Linked DNA regions of Rattus norvegicus: region 2 is linked to region 1. Evidence: chromatin contacts called from public Hi-C data. All regions are on one chromosome and are shown on one strand. Each heading gives the region's core, a stretch centred on a gene start, on an enhancer-like site or on the middle of the called end of the contact. The rest is flanking DNA. Distances are from core to core; before and after follow the strand shown.

Region 1 (3,409 bases), core at 343-2,842:
ATTTACAATGCAATTAGCCTGCCTCTGACTCCCAGGTGCATAAGGTGCATAGGCCAAGAGAAATTGTATTTACTTCTTTAAAGAAATGTATAGATAGAGTTTTCAGACACACCACAAGAGGGTATCGGATTCCATTGCAGATGATTGTGAGCCACCATGTGGTTGCTGGGAATTGAACTCAGGACCACTAGAACAGTCAGTACTCTTAACCACTGAGCCATCTCTCCAGCCCCTCCAAGAGAATTTTTAAATAAGAAACAGAGAATACGGAATCTAAAAAGCAAGCAAACAAACAAAACAACAGACTAAGGGCAGCCAGGTGTAGTAGCACATACTTCTAATACCAATATGGGAGACTGAGACAAAATGCAGAGGATTGGATTGCCCATGAATTAGAGATTGGCCTAGGCTATATTGTGTTCAAATAAGCAAAACAAAGCAAAACCTACAATGACTATAGTATGCAGTCTATATGTACAGTGGGCGGGCTTCTTTGCATTTTATCTGGAACAAATCGACTGTAAAGAGAATTGTTTATGTTAGGAATAAAATGTGAAGTGCATATTAGATCAGTGTCTGATAACGGTATACTGAAATACTTAAATATTTAAGAATAAAACCATATGGGGTTGGGGATTTAGCTCAGTGGTAGAGCGCTTGCCTAGGAAGTGCAAGGCCCTGGGTTCGGTCCCCAGCTCCGGAAAAAAGAACCAAAAAAAAAAAAAAAAAAAGAATAAAACCATATGATGATTTGTTTTGAAGGCGATGATGAAAAAGGTTCTCAAGCAATCGAGGCTGGCCTCGGACTCCCTGTGCTGGCGAAGATGGCCTTGAACTCTTTGTATCCTGTCTATACCTGCCAAATTCTGGCATTACAGACGATGGCCATCCCGCGGGGTAATTTGTTGTAAAATAATACAGTTAAAAGAGGGAGGATAGAATAAGAATGAAAACAGGGGGGCTGGAGAGATGACTCAGTGGTTAAGAGCACCGACTGCTCTTCCCGAGGTCCTGAGTTCAAATCCCAGCAACCACATGGTGGCTCACAACCATCTGTAATGAGATCTGATGCCCTCTTCTGGTGTGTCTGAAGACAGCTACAGTGTGCTCATATATATAATAAATAAATAAAATATTTTAAAAGAATGAAAACAGGTGGATAATTATTGAAGCAAGATGGAAGCTCGTTACACTTTTTACCTCCTTTTTCCCCTCTAAAATTCTCCTTTAAAAAGTTAAAAATGAGTGCAGCGTTTAAACTCTGCAGAACTATTCAACCAGAATACCAAGTTCCCACCGGGACACTAAACATTAGTCACCAGCCTATAGCCATGACTGGCGCAAGTAAATGACGTCACCACCGAACAGAACGCCTTCCTTTGAGGGCGGAGATGGAGGGCGCAAAAGTCACACTGCGCAGGCGTAGTTGCTTTCTTCTACCGGGTTTGTACCCACCTGACGCATGCGCAGTAGGGCAATCGGGTACGCAGTAGCTGCTGCCCCGGAGTAGGGACCGGAAGAGCCGCGCACTCTTTGGGCGTTAAGGGTTCGCGCGCCGCAGGGTCGTTTCAGCTGAGCACTTGGAGTCCCCGCGAGCTCGAGATCTGTGAGCAGCCACCATGTCGATCTTCACCCCCACCAACCAGATCCGACTGACCAATGTAGCCGTGGTGCGGATGAAGCGGGGAGGGAAGCGCTTCGAAATCGCCTGCTATAAAAACAAGGTCGTCGGCTGGCGGAGTGGAGTGTGAGTGATGCTGCGTCCAGAGTTCAGCGGACCGGCCACTTCGAGGCCTGGTCTTCTTAACCCTGGCTCTTGAGAGTACCTTTCAGGACTGGTTTGCCTGATTCGGATTGGGTTTTGGTTTGAGATTTTGTTGGTGTCATAAAAACTGCCAGCTATAAACTTCGTCAGAGCCGGGTGGGACTATGTCTGTAATCCCAGTGCTCAGGATACTGAGGCAGGAGGATTGCTGTGAGTTCCAGGTGTGTTTGACCCTGTCCTAAAAAAAAAAAACAAAGCTGCAACCACGAGGACCCCGAAATCGCGGTGGCCTCTTGGATTAATGATTAAGACGCTATCACAAAGAAAAGAAACATTGTCATTTTTCCAAGGATAGTAGTCCGGAAGCTAATCCTACACCTACGAATACTGAAATTAGTACAGCAAACGTCTCACACACACACCTCAGAATCCCCCGTTTCCCAAAGTGCGTATAATGTCTTCGCTACTGCCATCTAGGGACAGACATTCCAGGACGCAAGCACCACTCCCCACCACACCCTGAGTTTTCTTACATAAAACAATGACGTGGTTTTTCCCTCCATAGTGCAGTGGGAGAATACAGATACTGTCCTGAGTTTTCGATTGGTCCTGCGCAGGTAGTCACCAGAGAGAGAGTAATTGTGTGTGTGTGTGGGGGGGGGGGGGTAGTGATTTCTCCTTTTTCCTTTAGGTTTTAGGCTTTAGGTTTTGGGGGTGAGGGTGGGGGATTGAGGCTTGTCTTAAATTTCCCTGCCTCTACTTCCTAAATGATGGATTACAGATGTGCACCTCACACCCAGCTTGTAGCACTTCCCTTTTATCTTGTTGGCATCTTGTGTTTAAATGTGAGTGGATTTTCAGCTGTCCAGTGGATTCACATAGGACTTTCTCTCCTGCCCTTTCAAGGGAAAAAGACCTTGATGAAGTTCTGCAGACCCATTCAGTGTTTGTCAATGTTTCCAAAGGTCAGGTTGCCAAGAAGGAAGACCTCATCAGTGCATTTGGGACCGACGACCAGACTGAAATCTGCAAGCAGGTAGGTCCTGCCAGCTGCAGCATAATCCATTCTCATAATCATAGCCAACATCAGAACCACTGGTTTTCTTGGGGAGGTTTTGTTGTTTTAGATTTTTTTTTTCAAGTTAATATTATTGGGAGATTTGGGGAGGTTTGTATGGTATTTGTTGCTTTTTTTTTTTTTTTTTTTTTTTTGACCTTTGAGACGAGTCTCACTATGTTGCCCAGGCGGACATCAAACTCAGCGGATAGCTATGCTGGTAGGGAACTTCAGATTCCCCAGCGTCGTGCCACCTCACCCACATCCATTACTTCTAAATACAGTCACAAAGAAAAGAAACTTTGTGTCTTAACTACTGCCATCTAGGGACAGACATTCCAGGACCCAAGCACCACTCCCCACCACACCCTGAGTTTTCCTCACATAAAACAATGTCGTGATATTTTCCCCCCTCCAAGATTAAATGGGAGAATACAGATATGGTGGAAGGGGAGACAACACACAGTATATCACTGTGTAGCTCTGGCTGGCCTCGAACTCAGTGATACATCTGCCTCTGCCTCCTGAGTTCTGTAATTAACGGTGCATTCCACCATGCCCAACTTTTTTTTTTTAGTGTACACACA
Region 2 (3,769 bases), core at 804-3,303, 460 kb after region 1:
ACTGTGCAATCCACGAACTCAAAACTGGCTCCTAACATTTTGCTGTAAGAGCTTGCTTCTCTTGTCTACAGGTAATCTGAAACTAATTCACATCATTTTGAAATATTTTTAAAAAGAAACCAGAGTAGGCTAGTCCATTAAAAATATGTAATCATTACTTAGAGGTGATTTTTTCCCATTCATTTCAGACCAGTGACAGACAGGCAGAGGCTCTCTGAGCTAAGCAGCTCAACCGTTCTACGGTGTGCCCTCAGCTAGCATCACATCAATTAGCACCATTAGCCCACCAAACAACAAGCAGAAACTCAGAAACATGAATCATTGTGTACTTCAGAAATGTAGAGGTCCGCTTGTTTGAGCAGCTCTCCGATGATGAGGACATTGGATGTAGTGCCATCGCCGGTTATGTCATCCTGCGCTGTAGCCACTTTTGCTATCAAAGAGGCTGTTGGGTGTTGAATTTGCTGCAGGTAGAAAAAGAACTACTTAAATGACTTATGGTTACCTAGGGTAAAACATAAGAAAGGCTTCTTTTACAGCGTCCCACTCAAGATTGCACAGCATGGCTACATTTTGGTTGGATGTTCAAGACATTCCCTTTACTGGGATGTGAACTACAGGACCTGAAAGTTCTGGTGAGGGAAATGGGTAATTGGGTCAATTTAATATGATCCCAGGGACAAAAATAACAACTCTAAGGTAGCCTGGTGTGAGGCGCACAGCTTTAATCCCAGCATTCAGGGAAAGAAAGTAGGTAATCACTGAGGCTTACACAGTGAGACTCATCTCAAACAAAGTAAGGAGATTTTTCATTTCTCCTGCAGTTGAGTAAAAAGATGATCATTCATTTTTGCTTTTCTTTCCCACTGCCCTGTTTTTGCATATGTAGCTCTGTCTGGCTTTGAATCCTGAGATCTAGTTGAGTACTGGGATTAAAGCTGTGTTACAAGATTTAGCTAAAGCAGACATAGCGATCTTTTATACAATTATTGTTATTATTTTTTTTTTAGCCCAGACTATACAAAGTAGGCCAAAACCAAAACAAAATACCAAGGACCCAAACACACATTTGAGACTCTACAGAGTTCCTCACCCACTACAGCACTTCCTATATTTCTGCTTGAAACGTACGATGAAGAATTTTATCCAGAAGGAACAGGTCAAAAGTTTTTTTTTTTTTTTAATACCTAGCACGGCAGCTTCTTACCATTTCATGAAGTAGCACATTGCCATCTTTAGTAAGTTTGATGTCTCCAGCACCAGATACAAGCCTGTCAAACGGGCAGGGATTGATGAGCAAGAATGTGACTTTCCAATAAAAAAGCAAGTAAGAATTCCACAAAGCAGCCAAGGGGTGATGTATATCACCCAACCCTCTCTTAAAGTCATGCAAATCTCTGGGAGTTCCAGACAAACCATAACTTATCAGTCAGACTCTACCTCGACTAATTACATAATGAAAAGACCCACGAAAGCGAAAGAGGAGTAAAGGGGACAAAAGGAGGCTATGAAATAGGACTCCAAAGCAGGCGTAATTTGAGGAACGGATACGAGAGGCGTGACTAAGAGTATACTTAAAAATCCAAGCGCTACGTCTCAGGGAACTTCACTAATTTGCTGGCTAATAAGGTAACAAAAACAGATCCTCCTGAAATTTGGGTCTTATTCCTACATCCTAGTAAACTCGGGGGGGCTGGGTTCAGGAAGGGTGCACACGCCATCCTCTTCCTCCAAAAGAAGTGGGTGCAACCCGCAACCCCGAAAGGCGCGAATCCGGGTGGTTTGGATGGGATGCAGCACAAACATTGTAGAAAATGCTAGTGCGAAGGCCTGGAGGCAGCGACTGGAGTTTGCGGCCATTGACCCGCCAGGCCCTCCCGCCCGCCAGCCCGGGCTTACATCTTCATGGTGCCTTTAGGGCCCAAGTTGGTCCTCAGAACATCCTGCAGGCCCCGTGCCGCGCTGATGTTCACCGCCAGCGCTGCCTGCGCCCGGGCCACCTCGGCTTTGGGATTTAGGGTCTTCACCGCCGCCATGGCTGGTCGAGCTCAGGGAGAGGCCGAGAACAACGTGCTCTATGCGGGTCTTCTCGAAAAGTCTTACGCATCTGGCCCGCCCCCAGCGTGCCCACAGAGCACCTCCATTGGATTGTGGCTCTCTTGGTGCCCGCTGATTGGCTTATCCTGACGCTGGTCTCTCTGGGCCCGCCCACACGCCAAGTCGCGACGTCATTGCGCATCCGAGAAACTTGTTCTCCGGTAATCCGCACTCCGAATTCTAAGGTTCCGTTGTGCTCGCCTCACAACGTTGCGGTTCCGCGCTTTAAGGATTACGGCGTGGCGGTTGCGCGGCCAGTTTTGCAGGAAAAGCACTACTGCTCGTGTGTGAGGGATGCTTCGACCTCGGCACTCGACTGGGCGTGACAGGAAGCAGAGGTGTCGGCCTCTATTTGCGGGGTGTCTCTAGCTACTGGACTCCGGGATGCTTCCCTCACACTCTCGCGAGGTTTCCCAGGTTCATTTGTCTTGCCTATTTTTATCCGTGAATGTGGGAACACAGAAAATGGACCCTTCCCCTCTACCCTGGTCATTTAAAAATCCCGGAGTTTGACGGGAGCATTATTGCTAGGCAGAAAGTACTAGATGGCTTTAGGAGTGGTGCGATGGGCGTTGAGGAGCCTCAAGAATCAGTCTATTCTTAGGGCCCAGGTCATTGAGGCAGTTTTGTTTTCTTAATTTTTAAAAATATGAAACAAAGATTCACTCTGTGTCCCGGCTAGACAGCTCACTGTCTAGCTTCGGACTCGTAGCAATCCTCCTGCCTCAACCTCCAACGTGTTATGAACTAAGCCTGCTAAAAACTCAAATATGGCTGGACAGTGGTACCCAGTCTTTGAAAGCATTCCTTTAAACATTAAAAAACAAAAACAAAAACAAAACCAACTAAGCGTATAGATGTTTCCCCTGCCAGTATGTCTGGGCACTTAGGTATAGATACGATACGTGCTGAATTTTTTTGAGTCACTTCTCCACACAGATGACAACTCATAATGCCGTTGGATGTATTCTACTGAGCTATACTGAAGGTTTTGCCATTTTGATAGGAATAAGAAATTCTCATTCCCCTCAACATCTGTGTGATACTCATTACAGAAACGATACATAGCCAGGCGTAGTGTCATATGCTTTTAATCCCAGAACATGGGAGGCAAGCAGATCTCTGTGCCTTCAAGGCCAGCCTGGTGTGCATAGCAAGTTCCAGGCCAACCATGGCTACGTAGTGAGACCCTGTCCAAAGAAAACAGAAGGTTTAGCAGGTGTATAGGTTCGAAATACAGAAAATTTAAAAAGGAAAAAGAACTAACCAGTCATCGGACTGACATTCCCAAACCTCTTGCTATTCTGGCTACACTAAGTATAATGTTTAAAGTAGCTTTGGAGATTTGAGAGATCGCAAAAGCTGTGCATATGATATTTGGCATGCAGAAGACTCGTGTTTACGTTTGTAGACCACTTGGCAGTTTCATCATCACTGCTGGTAAAACAAGGCAGAGGGAGACTGCAGAGTCAGTCGTCTGCTTACAAAGTAGAGAACAGGGCAAGAAAATGTTGGATCGAGTTGGAAAACTCAAGACTGCCCAGGAAAACTCGGTGCTGACACTGGAGATAATATAATATTCCCTAAAACATTAGCGAAGCGTATATTGGAGCTGCTTTTTCTTTGTTTGTGGCTTGTTTTCATTTTGAGACGAGGTCTCACTATGCAGACA

The links. Hi-C and Micro-C count contacts between places; a contact is called where the count stands out from the background.
Region 2: a Hi-C map of liver shows a contact between it and region 1, with 2.0 times the contacts expected there. The contact joins the promoter of Cct6a here to the promoter of Sbds in region 1. A contact is called at or near these places in 2 of 12 Hi-C or Micro-C datasets (both in liver).

The regions. Positions count from the first base shown.
Region 1 is chr12:32,055,065-32,058,473 of GRCr8, forward strand. It overlaps Sbds (Sbds, ribosome maturation factor), which reads left to right and starts at 1,593. Exons shown (of 5, transcript NM_001008289.1): 1 at 1,593-1,747; 2 at 2,672-2,801. The coding sequence starts at 1,620.
Region 2 is chr12:32,517,019-32,520,787 of GRCr8, forward strand. Cct6a (chaperonin containing TCP1 subunit 6A) reads right to left here and starts at 2,054. Exons shown (of 14, transcript NM_001033684.2): 1 at 1,900-2,054; 2 at 1,208-1,271; 3 at 330-464. The coding sequence starts at 2,036. Snora22c (small nucleolar RNA, H/ACA box 22C) reads right to left here and starts at 9; the gene lies at 1-9.